2 separate regions of the Sus scrofa genome follow, and region 1 is linked to region 2. Evidence: chromatin contacts called from public HiChIP or PLAC-seq data. All regions are on one chromosome and are shown on one strand. The core of a region is the stretch at or near the end of the contact, and the rest is flanking DNA. Distances in the headings are between cores, read along the strand shown.

What was found. HiChIP or PLAC-seq counts read pairs in DNA pulled down with a chosen protein or histone mark.
Region 1: an H3K27ac HiChIP or PLAC-seq map of alveolar macrophages shows a contact between it and region 2. The contact joins two enhancer-like sites. A contact is called at or near these places in 1 of 5 promoter capture datasets (liver), 2 of 47 Hi-C or Micro-C datasets (liver and skeletal muscle) and 1 of 2 datasets of contacts at active chromatin or transcription factors (alveolar macrophages).

What each region holds. Positions count from the first base shown.
Region 1 is chr3:55,832,854-55,840,262 of Sscrofa11.1, forward strand. No RefSeq gene overlaps it. Among named protein-coding and RNA genes, the nearest start is that of INPP4A, 76 kb to the left of the region's middle. Within about 2 kb of position 1,533, at least 60 of the 83 cell types and tissues checked have an H3K27ac peak or open chromatin away from gene starts, as enhancers often do. A contact at or near this core is called in alveolar macrophages, where this site is marked.
Region 2 is chr3:55,790,218-55,796,804 of Sscrofa11.1, forward strand. No RefSeq gene overlaps it. Among named protein-coding and RNA genes, the nearest start is that of INPP4A, 33 kb to the left of the region's middle. Within about 2 kb of position 2,309, at least 7 of the 83 cell types and tissues checked have an H3K27ac peak or open chromatin away from gene starts, as enhancers often do. A contact at or near this core is called in alveolar macrophages, where this site is marked.

The sequences.
Region 1 (7,409 bases), core at 283-2,782, 42 kb after region 2:
AGGCCCTAGCCTACATCCAAAGACAAAAAGTCCTGTTAGCCTGTTTTCCCAAAGACAAATTGGGTTTCATCCAAGGACAACCTATAGCTATTCTATGTTACCAACGCCAATCGCATCTAGATTCCAAAACAAACTCTGGAAAGCAAGTTCAGTTCTCACCTGCCAGAGATGAGAAAATAGAGAGCCAAAGTTAGCAACTGGCAGATGCAGAATTCACATCCTAGTCAGCCTGTTCAGTCTCCAACCCCACGGCCTGCCCTCAGTCCACACAATCTACTGAACAGAGATGAATCAGGCAGAATTTCACCGCAAAATTCAAACCACCTCCCCATCCCCTATTCCTTTGGTTTAGAGGCCCTAAGGGGCAGGTGGGAAATCAAATTCGCCTCTAATGCACTGCCCCAACCCAAAACACATTCAGTGGCAAAGCCAAAGACAAGAAGATGGGCTTTACAACTGCCCATACTTTTTTCTTACCCAGAGGACTATTTTCATGATCTGTCATTATGGATAAACTCGGAGCAGGAGGAACACATCATTATGTAATGTCAGAGGGCAGGCGACAAGGGGAGGGAGAGCAAAGCTCATCACCACTCCCTTCGCCCACAAAGACATAAATTAACCGTTGACGTTTTAAGTGTTTCAATCTTCTATGGCCTGCACATTCATGACTAGCTTTGCAAGAGAGGGTCTCAGATCCCTGAGGTTTCTCAGGCCTCAATTCCTTGACTAGCAAAGCCATAAAGAAACAAAATGTCAACAGCAAAGATGGCAGAAATGTTGTCAGGGGCTGTGGGCCGGCATTAAAGGGAAGAGTTTGAAGCATGGGGACCCAGGTGCATGTTTATTTTTACCCGGTTCTGTTTACACTCGAAACACCGCGAGGCCTTCAGCGTCTGGAGTCACTAGATCCAGCCCTGGAGACGCACCAAGACCAGCGCTGCGTCCCGCATCCCGGCTCCCCGCCGCCCGCGCCAGCACCGCACTCCCCTCAGCCCGAGGCGCCCGGGGCGTCATCCAGCTAGGGATCGCCAGGGTCGGGCTGTTCCCCGAGACGCCACCACCGGGGAACCGCTAGGCTGCACGATTTCCATGACAACCGCGGCGCCGTCCGCGTCCCGCGCGCCGGGTGTCTGGATGCGCGCCGCGCCCCGTTCCGCCCGAGAAGCATCCCGGTCCCCGGAGGCTCGTAGCCGCCGGTTCGGCCCCCCTCCCTCGCACCCGGCCCGGCCCGGTCCGGAGCACCTACCTGGCGCGTCCCGGCCCGCGGCGCCCACGCCCTGCCGCCCCGCCGTTCTCGGTCCCGCCGGGCCGCGCGCTCGAGTCCCGCAGCAGCAGCGCCGTCGCTCGGTCGCCACGTCGTGGACGGCGGCCTGGCTCCAAATACTGGTCCTCCTACCCCAGCCCGCGGCGCCCAGCCTAGCCGCGAACCCGTCGCCCGCGCTGCAGCCCCAGAGCCGCTGCTGCCGCCCCAGACCCGCTGCTGCCGCCGCCGCCACCGCCGCTGCTACCGCTCTGGAGGCCACGCCAGCCCCGCCCCGGCCCCGCCCCCTCACCGCGCATGCGCGTTCCTTGGGCCGCCCCCACGCCCGATCCCGGCCACCCCCACCCAGCTGGTCCTCCTCCGCGGCGGCTCACGCTGACTTCTCCCGCGTTCCTCTAACACCCACTTTCAGCTGTGACCGAATCGCCTGCAAAGAGTTCTTGAACTTCTGACTTAATAAGATCGTGGCATTTTCGCCATCACATATACTGAGGCTTCTAAGGCCCGGATGCATCCCCGAGGAAGAAGGCTGCTGGGAAAAGCGGCGAACAGGGAACTGCTCTGGCCATGTGTACCGGTGTCTGCGCGACTCCCTTGGGGCGGTCTTACACACTACCTTGGCAATGTTTAGGGGAACTAAACATTCAACCCAGAAACAAGCAAAAATTAAAATCGTACTTTAAAGATACAGATGAACAAAAAGAAGAGAGAAACCGCTACCCTCTCAGGCTGTCCTGGCATATTGTATAAAATCTACTTTGATAGACTCTCAAATATCAGCTCCTTAAACTTCCCTCCCAAAGTCCTATTTTTCCATAGAGGGGGAGAAACAGAATAGTCAGAAGTTTTGGAAGAAAAACTTCACTTTAATATGAAGGTTTAATAAACCTTAATATTTGTGCTTGAGCAAGGGTAAATACTGGGCTGAATATAACATTTACCTTCAGGTCTTTAAACTTTATCAGAAAAAAAAGTTCTCAAAATTTTTTAAATGTAAACGATTTTAATTGAGTAAACCAGAACATTTCTCAGTCGGACCTTACATCCTTCAGGTATAAAAACAGGCATTTATGATTTACTTTAAGAAGAAAAGACATTCACTAGTTAGAAATGAAACTTAAAAATTCTCTAATATCATAGAAATAAATTCGAGCTTCCCCACGTCATCAAAAACCAACAACGGTCTGCAATAAAAACAAGTAAATATAAAACTTTTTAAACTTTAATTTTTTTTTCTGACTTTTTATTTTATTCCTATGAGAAGTAATTTACTAACGGAACCATTTTTATTATTTCCTCAGATAAATGGAAAGAAATATTAACAGAAATAAGCCCAGTATAAAATTAAAGCCAAGAAAATCAAACTGGAAATGTGGAAATGTTTTTATAGTTTATTTTCTAAAATTAGAATGACCAACATACCTGGTTTAGCTGGGGCAAGCCCAGTTTACATCTTTTACTCAGCAAAATTATCAGTAGGGTCCCCTTCCAGTCTCAAAAGTGTTTTCAGAAATATTCAGACAATACATTTTATGGCCATGCTAACTTTAATCAAGCCATGAGAATTTTTAAATCATTAGTTTTAAATTTAAATTCACAAACATTTAAAAATAGGCAGTCTAAGTTCAACTGTTCATTTAGCATAGTAACAAACAGTGAATTAAGATCAGGCTTCCAATAACATTTGTACTTTACTGCTGTGTGATTCAGGATAATCTTACAAAGATTAATCATATTTTCAGTGTGACAAGGAACAAGCCCCAATTTCACCGCAGAGTGAACATTATCAAGAGAAAAAGGAGCAAATTTTGTTAGTAAATATGGTGCTATGCATTCCCCAGGCATCACAACATGAAAGAAGAAAGTATCCTAGAGGTGTGCCTGTGGGAAAATATATGCATCCTTTAGCTACTCTCAACATGTGGTACCCGAATAGCAGCACTAATGTCCTTTCAGAACTTGCTAGAAAAGCAAATTCCCCAAATGTTGACTTACTAGATGTGCTGAATCAGACACTCAAAGTGGGCCCAAGCAATTTGTATTTTAATAAGCCCTCCGGGGATTCTGATAAACCTGTGAAACTAGATAACCTATATACAATAAGTAAGCTGATTGAGATAAGCTATATTTTGATAATTAAGAGCTGAGTGCTATTTTGGGGACTAGAACCAACAAACATGAGAATTTCTTTTGGGGGCCATCAAATACGACATATTTATGTTTACATGTGTTTTCACTAGAGAATATATGGAGTCTTGAAAATCAACAGCCCTGCTGCCACAGCAGCTGTAAAAACCATAGCCTCACAGCCACTGCAAGGGCAAAAAAGGATTTGGAGTACTTCATAAAGCCCTATCCCCAGAGAATTGTCACTATTTGACTGGTCTGGCAGCTTGCTAGAAAAGCTCCATTCTCAGGGCTTGTCTTTAATTGACCTGACTCAGTGCTTATTTTGGTGCACATGGCCCTATCCACAGGGCATTTGCTGAAAGCAATCAGTAGTAATTATTAGTAGTGCAGGTGCCTAAGGTGGTAATATGAGGTGGAGCTAGAAAGAAGTGAGCCAATTAACCTGAAAGAATGAGGAAGATGTACATGGGGGAACTTTGGAAAGATTTGACACATTTCTGGGACTCTAAAGGGTTACACACATGTACAACTGCGCATATGTACAAGAAAGACTTAAGAAGGCCATACTCTCACTTCTGACTGACCTTGAGGCTTTGAGCAAACAAGAAATGAAGGCTAAGGCAGAGTTTTAAATTGCTTGCCTGAGTAATGCAGACATGCCTCAACACACATACAGAGACCCTCCATAAAGACATATTGGTCCCAGCATTTTGAGAATAATCTTTGTATAATAATTAGCAAATTTACACAAAGAATATCAATAAAAAGATAAGAATTAAGCTAACCAAGCAAGGACTTCAGTAGCTACAATGACAAAGAATACAGACTTTATAGAATTATCCCAAGGGAGTCACTAAACAAACAAAAAGCAACAACAAATCCTCGGGTAAAGGGAAATATGATTTCCAGAATTGTGACATTATATAATTTAAAATGTCCAGTTTTAAACAAAAAGTTATGAGACACGTAAAGAAAGAGGAAAGGACACAGGTTAAAAGGTAGTCAAGAGAACGTCCATGAGAAAACACAAATGTTGGACTTACTAGACAAAGACTTTAAACCAGTTATTATAAACATGTTCAAATAACTAAAGGAAACAATATCTCAAAAGTTAAAGGAAGGTATGAGAGTAACAAAAAGAGATTATTAGGAGTTCCCATTGTGGCTCAGCAGAAACAAATCTGATTAGTATTCTTGAAGATGCAGGTTCAATCTCTGGCCTCGCTCAGTGGGTTAAGGATCCAACGTTGCTGTGAGCTGCGGTGTAGGTCACAGACATGGCTCAGATCTGGCATTGTTGTGGCTGTGGCATAGGCCAGTGCCTACAGCTCAAATTTTACCCCTAGCCTGGGAACCTCCATATGCCACTGGTGCAGTCCTAAAAAGACACACACACACACACACACACACACCACACACGAAAGAGAGAGCGAGAGAGAATATCAAAAAGACATAGGAATTATAAAAAAGAACTAAACAGAAATCCTTTTTGGAAAGCTGTAATAACTGAAATGAAAAATTTGTTAGAGGGGTACACCCCAGTACTGGGCTGACAGAAGGAAGAATTACATTTGAAAATAGGTCAATTGATATTGCCTGGTCCGAGGAACACGGAGAAAAAAGAATGAAAAAACATGAACAGAAACTTCTGAGATTTGTGGGGCACCATACCAACACAGTAGGAATCCCAGAAGGAGAGGAAACAGAAAGGAACAGAAAGAATATTTGAAGAAGTAATGGCTAAAACCTTCTCATTTTGATGAAAAACACTAATTTACACATCCAAGAAGTTTAATAAACTCCAACTAGGATAAACTCAAATAGATTCACCCTAGACACATCATCATCAAACTATCAAAGGCCAAAGATGGAGGGACTCCTGAAAGTACACAGACAGAAGCAATTCATCAGGTATAAGGGATCCTCACTAAAATTAATATCATGGAAGTCAGAAGGCAATAAGATGATATAGTCAAAGTACTGAAAGGAAAAGGCTATAAACCTAGAATTCTATATTCAGAAAAAAACCTATCTTTCAAAAATGAAGGAAAAAAAGACTAAGAAAAAGAACAAGAAAAAAAAAGTGTGTGTGTGTGTGTGTGTGTGTGTGTGTATAACTGGGTCACTATGCTGTACAGCAGAAATTGACACAACACTGTAAATCAACTATAATTTAAAATTTTAAATAAATTAATACATTAATAAAAAATTAAGAAAGAAGGGAATTAAAATATACTTGAACATATCTATTTACTACAAAAGAAGGCAGTAATAGAAGAAGCAATAGAGGAAGAGAGGAACAAAAAAAGATATAGGATATATAGATACCAAATACTCTTTTTTGTTTGTTTGTTTTACTTTTTTGGCCACACCTGTGACATCTGTAAGTTCCCAGGCCAGAGACTGAATCTGACCCGCATCCTTAAACCAATGTGCTGGGCCGGGGATTGAACCCTCAATGCCACAGAGACAAGGCAGATCACTAACTCACTGTGCCACGGCAGGAAGTCCAGATACATAGAAAACAAATAACAAAAGGCAGATTATATCCTACCTTGTCACATTATATTAAATGTAAATAAATTAAATGCTCCAATTAAAAGGCAGAGATTATCAGATGGATTTTTAAAAAAGAAGAACATGGACCAACTATGTGCTCTATAGAAACAAAATTCAAAGGCATAAATAGGTTGATGGTAAGTCTACCATGTAAACAGTAACCAACAGAGTGCTACAGTGGTTATATTAATAGCAGACCAAAACAAAACAAAACAGAAACAACAAAAAACAAAAACAAAAAGCAAAAACCCCTTAAAACAAAAACTATTACTACAAAGACAAAGAGGGACATTTTTTTAAGAGGGTCAGTTCATCAGGAAGATATAATAATTACAAAGATAACGCTTCCAAAAAAGAGACCCAAAATACACTAGGCAAAACAGACAGCATTTAAGTAAGTAGTGACAATATATAATAGTAACAGTTAAGGATGTCAATACTCCACTCTAAATAATGGATAGAGGCAGAAGATCAACAAGGAAATAGAAGACTTGAACAACACTATAAACCAACCAGACAGATATTTATAGAATACTCCACCCAACAATATCAGAACACACACACATACTGCTCAACTATACATCAAAAATTTTCCAGGACAGGCTGTTTAGAAGGCCATAAAAAAAGCCTGAATAAATTAAAAAGGATTGAAATCATACGAAATAACTTCTCTGATCCCAATGGCATTAAAATGGAAATCACCAACAGAAGGAAATTAAACATAGCCCACAATAACCAAGAGGTTAAAAAGAACTCAAGAGGGAAGTAAGAGAACATTTTGAGAAAAATTAAAAACTCAGTGTACCAAAACTTTTAGAATGCAGCTAGAGCAGTACTTAGAGGAAAATTTATGACTAGAAACACCTATATTTAAAAAGAACAAAGATCTGAAATCAATAACGTAGTCTCTCTCCTTAAGTAACTAGAAAAATAGCAATTAAAACCAAAGAAGCATGAGAAAGGAAATAATAATGATTAGAATTGAAACAAATCAAATACAGAATAGAAAAGGAGTAGACAAAAGTAAATAAAACCAAAAGTTGGTTCTTTGAAAACATTAACAATTTTGACAATCCTTTAGCTAGATTGGCCAAGAAGAAGGGAGAGAGAAGACTCAAGTTACTAGAATTAGGAATGAGAAAAGAGACATCACTGACCATATATCAATAACAAAGATTATAAAGGAAAATGCTAAATAATTTTATTTTTGCAAATCACAAAACCTAGACAAAATGGAGAAATTCCTAGAAAGAAACAAATGAAACAAACTCGAAAGAAATAGAAAATCTGCATAGATCTATAATAAGAAGAAATTTTGCATTAATAACTTTAAAGCAACTGTACTTCCATACAACTTTAAAAAATGAAAAAAAAAAGAAAAGAAAGTGAAGACAACTGACAGATTGGGAGGACATATTTCAAAATCATATATATTTAAGGGATTTGTATCTACAAT
Region 2 (6,587 bases), core at 1,059-3,558:
AGCTGGGGGGTATCCTCACGCCTCCTCTCAGGCTCAGGAAGGGGAGGAGCAGCTTAAAGATGCCTCACACCAGAAACCAGTTATACCCATAATGGAGTGCGGAGAGTAGCTTCATGAATCCTCTCAGGCTTGGGAAGGGGAGGAGCAGGTCGCTCTACCAAGAAAAAACATTAGGGTTAACTTTCCTTTGGAATGAGATTGTCAGAGGAGCTGGCACCTCAGAGTTCCAGCAGAGAGTCCCCAAAAGAGAGGACCTTAAACCACCAGGTATTATGGCATCAGTGAGTGATATGTAAGCGCAGACCCCCACCCCCATCCCTGCCGGGCTTCAGCATCCCTCAGTTCATCCTTCATTCAGCCACTCCCTCTGCCAACAGCCAGGACAACTGCCAGGACAGGCTGCAGGCCAGGCTCCTGCGCCGTGATGGGAGATAACACCCAAATCCCTCTCCCTCAGCCCTAAGGCCTCTCTTAAGGCTGGAGCCAGCTGTGCTACCTCAGCGAGTCACCAGCCCTGGACTCCTGGCACCTGCTGAAGCCTGAACCCTCGCCCCCTGCAGAAGTGGCTTCCCCTGGATCCTCTGCCCTGGGGCCCACCCTTCTCGGGAGCTCAGACGCGCCACCCCTTCCTAGCTACCAACCACACTGGGCAGTGGCTGGGTTCCTCTGAAAACTCTTGGCTTTCATCACCCTCTTCCCTCTCTTCCCACTGTCCCCCAACCCCCACCCCATGGGGCTAAGGCAACAAGTCCGACCTGGCCTCCAAGTAAGGCTCAGAGGCAAAGACATCACTTATACACACGCACACAAGCACATGAACACACGCATACAGGCACACGCACGCACTCAGCCTGGAGTGTGCAGGCTGGGGTACAAGACTTCCATTCAGCACCCCACACTTGCAGCTTCTATATTGTAATTGCCATGGTGCTCCCGACCCCACCCCTCCCAGCCTGCCTGCAGGTCCAGCTCCAAGCCAAGCTCTTAGTCCTCTCCCTGGACCCCAGTCTCAAGCAGCCCCCTTCAGGGGCCCTGGGGCACTCTCTGCCCACATAATTCATCGTGTGTCTAAAACTCTTCCATCAAGTTTCTTTCTCAGATGGAGACTTTACTGCTTTTGACTGAGAGCCACCACTGGACTCAGGGAGCAGGAATCATTCACTCCAGATCCACTGACTGCAGCTCCACCATGAACCACTAAGACTGTGTGGCTGCAGGGTCAGAGTGAGGGCCTGTGACACGGGCATCAGCACTACAGAGACAGTTCCAGAGTCAGAACTCAGAGGGAGGTGCACGGCAGGTGTATGACCACATCTGTGAGCAGCCGGAGAAGGGGCAGCAGTGCTGGTCATGGAGCCTCTATTTCTCACTAGTATTGCTACTTATGTGTTTTGCTTTTATTGCTCTGTTGAGTACATATGAACTGAAATTACAGTAACCATAACCATTCAGTGCTCAGGTCTTGGTTTCAAATGCAAAAAGGATGAGGGCTATTTGGAGAAATGGCCAATTCTAGGGCTGGGGCAGGAAATGTACAAGATGCAGCTGGGATGCTGGGCAGCGCGCCAAAGGAAAGGTGTGATCAAAAAAAAAAAAAAAAAAAAAGAGAGGGGGGAGTTCCCGTCATGGCTCAGTGGAAACGAATCTGACTAGCATCCATGAGGATGCAGTTCTATCCCTGGTCTCACTCAGTGGTTTAAGGATCCAGCACTGCCGTGATATAGGTCGCAGACACAGCTCGGGTCCTGTGTTGCTATAGCTGTGGTGTAGACTGGCAGCTACAGCTCTGATTCAACCCGGTAGCTGGGAACCTCCCTATGCCTCAGGTGCAGTCCCTAAAAAGACAACAGACAGGAAAACAAAACAAAACAATAAAAAACCCTAACAATAAGGGTATGTCAAAGGACTACAGGAGCCAACCGAGAGAGTCCCATAGCCAAAGCTGGAGTATCAGAATAAATAACCTAGTACTGATTATAACCCAAAGTAGAAAAAATCCAAGAGTCCACACGGATATAAATGACTGAATAAATAAACGAAGAGACAAATCTCCCACCAAGAATTCCAAGCCATTTATATAAGTAACTCTGTCCCCTCAAAGGGTTGGAGCCTAACTCCCACCCCTTACCTGTGGGCTGCACAGTGACTGCTTCCAAAGACAACAGAGGGGGAGTGTAACTTTACTGTGGGTGAACCTGATGAATGCCACCCCAGCCAGGGGATTGAGTCATGCTGACAGCATGGACCCTGCTGGGATGTGACCAGAAGGCACTCCTCTGAGGTCTTCCTCCTTAAAACTGATAACCCCAGTGTAATCACAAGAGAAACGTCAGACAAACCCACAATGAAGGGCATTCTACAAATATCACAACACTACTCTTTTAAAAGTGTCAAGGTCATCCAAAACAAGGCAAGTCTGCAGAAGTACCACAACCAAGAGAACTCCGAGGAAATAAGACAAGTGTAACATGGTGTCCTGGATAGGATTCTGGGACAGGGACAGAAAAAGGACATCTGGTAAAAAAAAAAAAAAAAAAACAAATTCTAGGGAAATCTAAGAAAGTATGGACTTCAGTTAAGAAAAATGTATCAGTACTGATTCAATACTGTGACTCATGTACCACAATGCACCATGACAACATAAGACGTCAACGCTATGGGGAACTGGGCAAGGTGGGGGTTGTAGAGGAACTTTCTATATTTGCAAATTTTCTGTAAATCTAAGACTAGTCCAAAATGTCAAAGCTCATTTAGGGAGTTCCCACTGTGGTGCAGTGGAAACAAACCCAAATAGGATCCATGAGGATGTGGGTTTAACCCCTGGCCTCACTCAGTGGGTTGGCGATCCAGCATTGCCATGGCCTGTGGTGTAGGTTGAAGATGCAGCTCAGATTCTGAGTTGCTGTGGCTGTGGTGTAGGTCAGCGGCTGCAGCTCCGAGTCAACCCCTAGCCTGGGAACTTCCATGTGCCGCAGATGCAGCTCCCCCGCCTCCCAAAAAAAAAGGAAAGGAAAAAAGTGAAAAAATAAACACATAAAGTGGATTTAAAAAAAAAACAAAACAAACCTCTGGATCAATTAGCCTTTTTTGTTTGTTTGTTTGTTTTTTAAGGGCAAAGAATGGAAAGTTATACTTTGTGTACTTTCCCAGATAGGAGCCTACCTCCTGCCATGGCCCGAGGTCATGGGTGAAGGCTCATCATAGTACAGAACCCTGTCCCCAGGTGAAAAGGGAAACCTCCTACACTGTTGGGGGGAACGTAAATTGGTGCAACCACTGTGGAAAACAGTATGGAGATTCCTCAAAAAACTAAAAATAGAATTACCATTTGATCCAGTGATTGCACTCCTGGACATCTATCCAGAGAAAACCAGGACTCAAAAAGATACATGTACCCCAATATACAATAGCCAAGACATGGAAACAACCTAAATGTCCATTGACAGAGAAGTGGATAAAGAAGATATGGTACATATACACAATGGAATATTGCCAGCCATGAAAAGGGATGAAATAATGGCATTTGCAGCAACATGCATGGACCTAGAGATTCTCACACTAAGTGAAGTTAGTGAGACACAAACATCATATGCTATCACTCATATGTAGAATCTAAAAAAAGGACACAATGACCATCTTTGCAGAACAGAAACTGACTCACAGACTTTCAAAAACTTATAGTTTACCAAAGGAGACAGGTTGGGGCAGGGGATGGGGGTTTGAGATGGAAATGTAAAATTGGGTTGTGATGATGGCTATACAACTAAATATAATAATAATAAAAAAAAGAAGTAGAGCAATCAGACATTGAGAAGCAGCTGCCCTGCCCTCCATGCAACCCCGCCTTCTAAGAATGGACTGCCATGCCTAGGCTCCTCTAAGGGACCTGCGGGAATCTAGGGATCTAAGAGCTCAGTGGCCTGGGCCTGCTTTGCCTGCCTGCGCTGCAGGCATCTGGGCAGTTCTGGGAGCCCTGCCTGCCTCATCTGGCCTCCCCTCTGCAGGCCCACTCGCGGCTCCGGAGGTCCACATTGCTGCAGGCCATGGAGGCACTCCTGCCAGGGCAATGGATGCAGGGGCTGATGAGAAAGGAGGGAAAGGAGGAGGGTCTCCTCTTCCAGAAGATGACCAAGGGCAAGGAAACGAGCAGGAGCAGGGGCCAGAGGAGAGAAGACACATTGGGAGAGGTGTCAGACCTCTAGACTTTCAGGAGCCTGGAGGGTTCACGGCACCTCCGCTGTTTCACAAACATCACAGGGTCTGATTCTTAGACGGTCTTGCCAGAGTGCCCTCCATGTCTGTGCATTTCTGTGCATTTCCATTTAACTCTACCTTATTAAACAGACTCCAGGAAACAATGTTAACCCATGAATGCAATTACAGCACCCCCACGAAGATACCCAGAGAAAAAGAGAGAAAGCTGGAAATTGAGCCGTCTGTAGAGGAAGGAGAGAGGGAATAGCAACCACCTGCCAGGAACCCTGGAGAGCTGTCCTGGTCCCCAGAGTGAGGCTGTGGCTAATCTCCCACTGAAGGCTGATTCAACACTGTTTTGTTTTGTTTTGGGTTTTTGTTTGTTTTTTTTTTTTTTTGTCTTTTTAGGGTCACACCCACAGCACATGGAAGTTCCCAGGCTAGGGGTCGAATCAGAGCTCTAACTGCCAGCCTACACCATAGCTCAAGGCAACTTCAGATCTTTAACCCACTGAGGAATGCCAGGGATCGAACCCGAGTCCTTATGGATACTTGGCAGGTTTGTTACTGTTAAGCCACAGCAGGAACTCCTGATTCAACACTTTTAAACAGTCCTGCTTCGAGTTTAACTTTTTCTTCAAGAGGCCTCCCTCCCCTCCTTGTTTTAGTAAGCAGTAATCCTATCAATAAAACTTAATTTTTTTAATGGCAGCACCCCCCCCCCCCCCACGTATGGAAGTTCCCCAGTCAGGGACTGAATGTGAACCACAGCTGTGGCAATGCTGGATGCTTTACCCCACTGCTCCGGGTCAGGGATCAAACCAGAGCCTTCACAGCAACTTGAGCCACTGCAGTGGGATTCTAAATCCACTGCAACCATAGCGCGAACTCTGATAAAACTTAAATTTTTGGAGTTGCCTTTGTGGCACAGTGGAAACAAATCCAACTAGGAACCATGAGGTTGCAGGTTCAATCCCTGGCCTCGCTCAGTGTTTTAAGGATCCAGCATTGCCGTGAGGTGTGGTGTAGGTCACAGACACAGCTCAGATCTGGTGTTGCTGTGGCTGTGGTGTAGGCCATCAGCTGTAGCTCCGATTGGACCCCTAGCCTGAGAACCTCCATATGCCATGGGTGCAGCCCTAAAAAGCCAAAAAAAAAAAAAAAAAAAAAAACAAAAAAAAAACCTAAATTTTTATGAAGATAAATATTTCATGCAGGTGGTTAGCAAACAGCATGTTAGAGTTACTTCAGACAGAGTGTTTCCAATAGATTTCCATTTTCGCTGTCACAGATTTAGCTCAGGAAAAGTGTATTCTACCACAACAAAACTCTGGACTAAACTATTCAGAGGATGATGAGCAAAAAAGTCCCCAAAGTCTCACTTGAAAAATCAAAATACTTTCAAATTAATAAGACACCAATACTCTAAAATCAACAGAATCAAGGAGCCCACAGTGGGTTCCCATGAGCACAAGAGCTGCAGCAGTGGCCCCCAGGGACGGCTGGCCTGAAGTGCAAGGGGACAACCAAACACATCTGCCTGCCTGGCAGCCAAGTCACCCCAAGACCTGCCCTGGGGGCTTTCAAGGAATCTGACCACGTCATCACAAGCCAAAAATAAGAGAGCACAGAAACTTGAAAAAGAAAAATTAGCATCATAGTTCCCGTGCTACAAGTTTGGAAAGTAAAGGGGAAACCCCACCCATAATCATGCTAACTAAAGTCAGGGCTTCTATTTGCCTAATTTGACACAGATGAGTTCAGTGCATGCAAAAGTGGAGTGTCGTGCTTTTTCACTTCAACGTTAAATTGTAAACATAGTTCCTCTGCGGCCACGCTGCATGACTGTCATATTGTCAACATCTTCACACACACTAAAAAAATTTAAACTAAAATATGTCTTACAAACAAGATAACATGTGGCTATTTTCTGCAGCTCCTTGGAGCTCACAGACCGACCTCTTAGTGGAATGAGGTCACGGCCGCTCAGGCCTGGTCGCCCACCCACAGGATAGATGTGCAGCAGCTGGAGTTTACTCAGTCACTGGGTGGGGGAAGAGGAGGTAGGGTGTTGGCTGAAATGTCAGATTTGAAGACTGGTCTTAGACAAGGATGCTCACTGCAGCTTTTTTTTTTTTTTTTTTTGGTCTTTTTTAGGGCTGCAGCCACAGCATATGGAGGTTCCCAGGCTAGGGGACCAATCGGAGCTATAGCTGACAGCCTATGCCACAGCCATAGCAACACCAGATCTGAGCCATGTGTGCGACCTGCACCACAGCTTACAGCAACGCCAGATCCTTAACCCACTGAGCAAGGCCAGGGATCGAACCTTTATCCCCATGGATGCTAGTCAGGTTTCCACTGATCCATGATGGGAACACTGCTAAAGCATT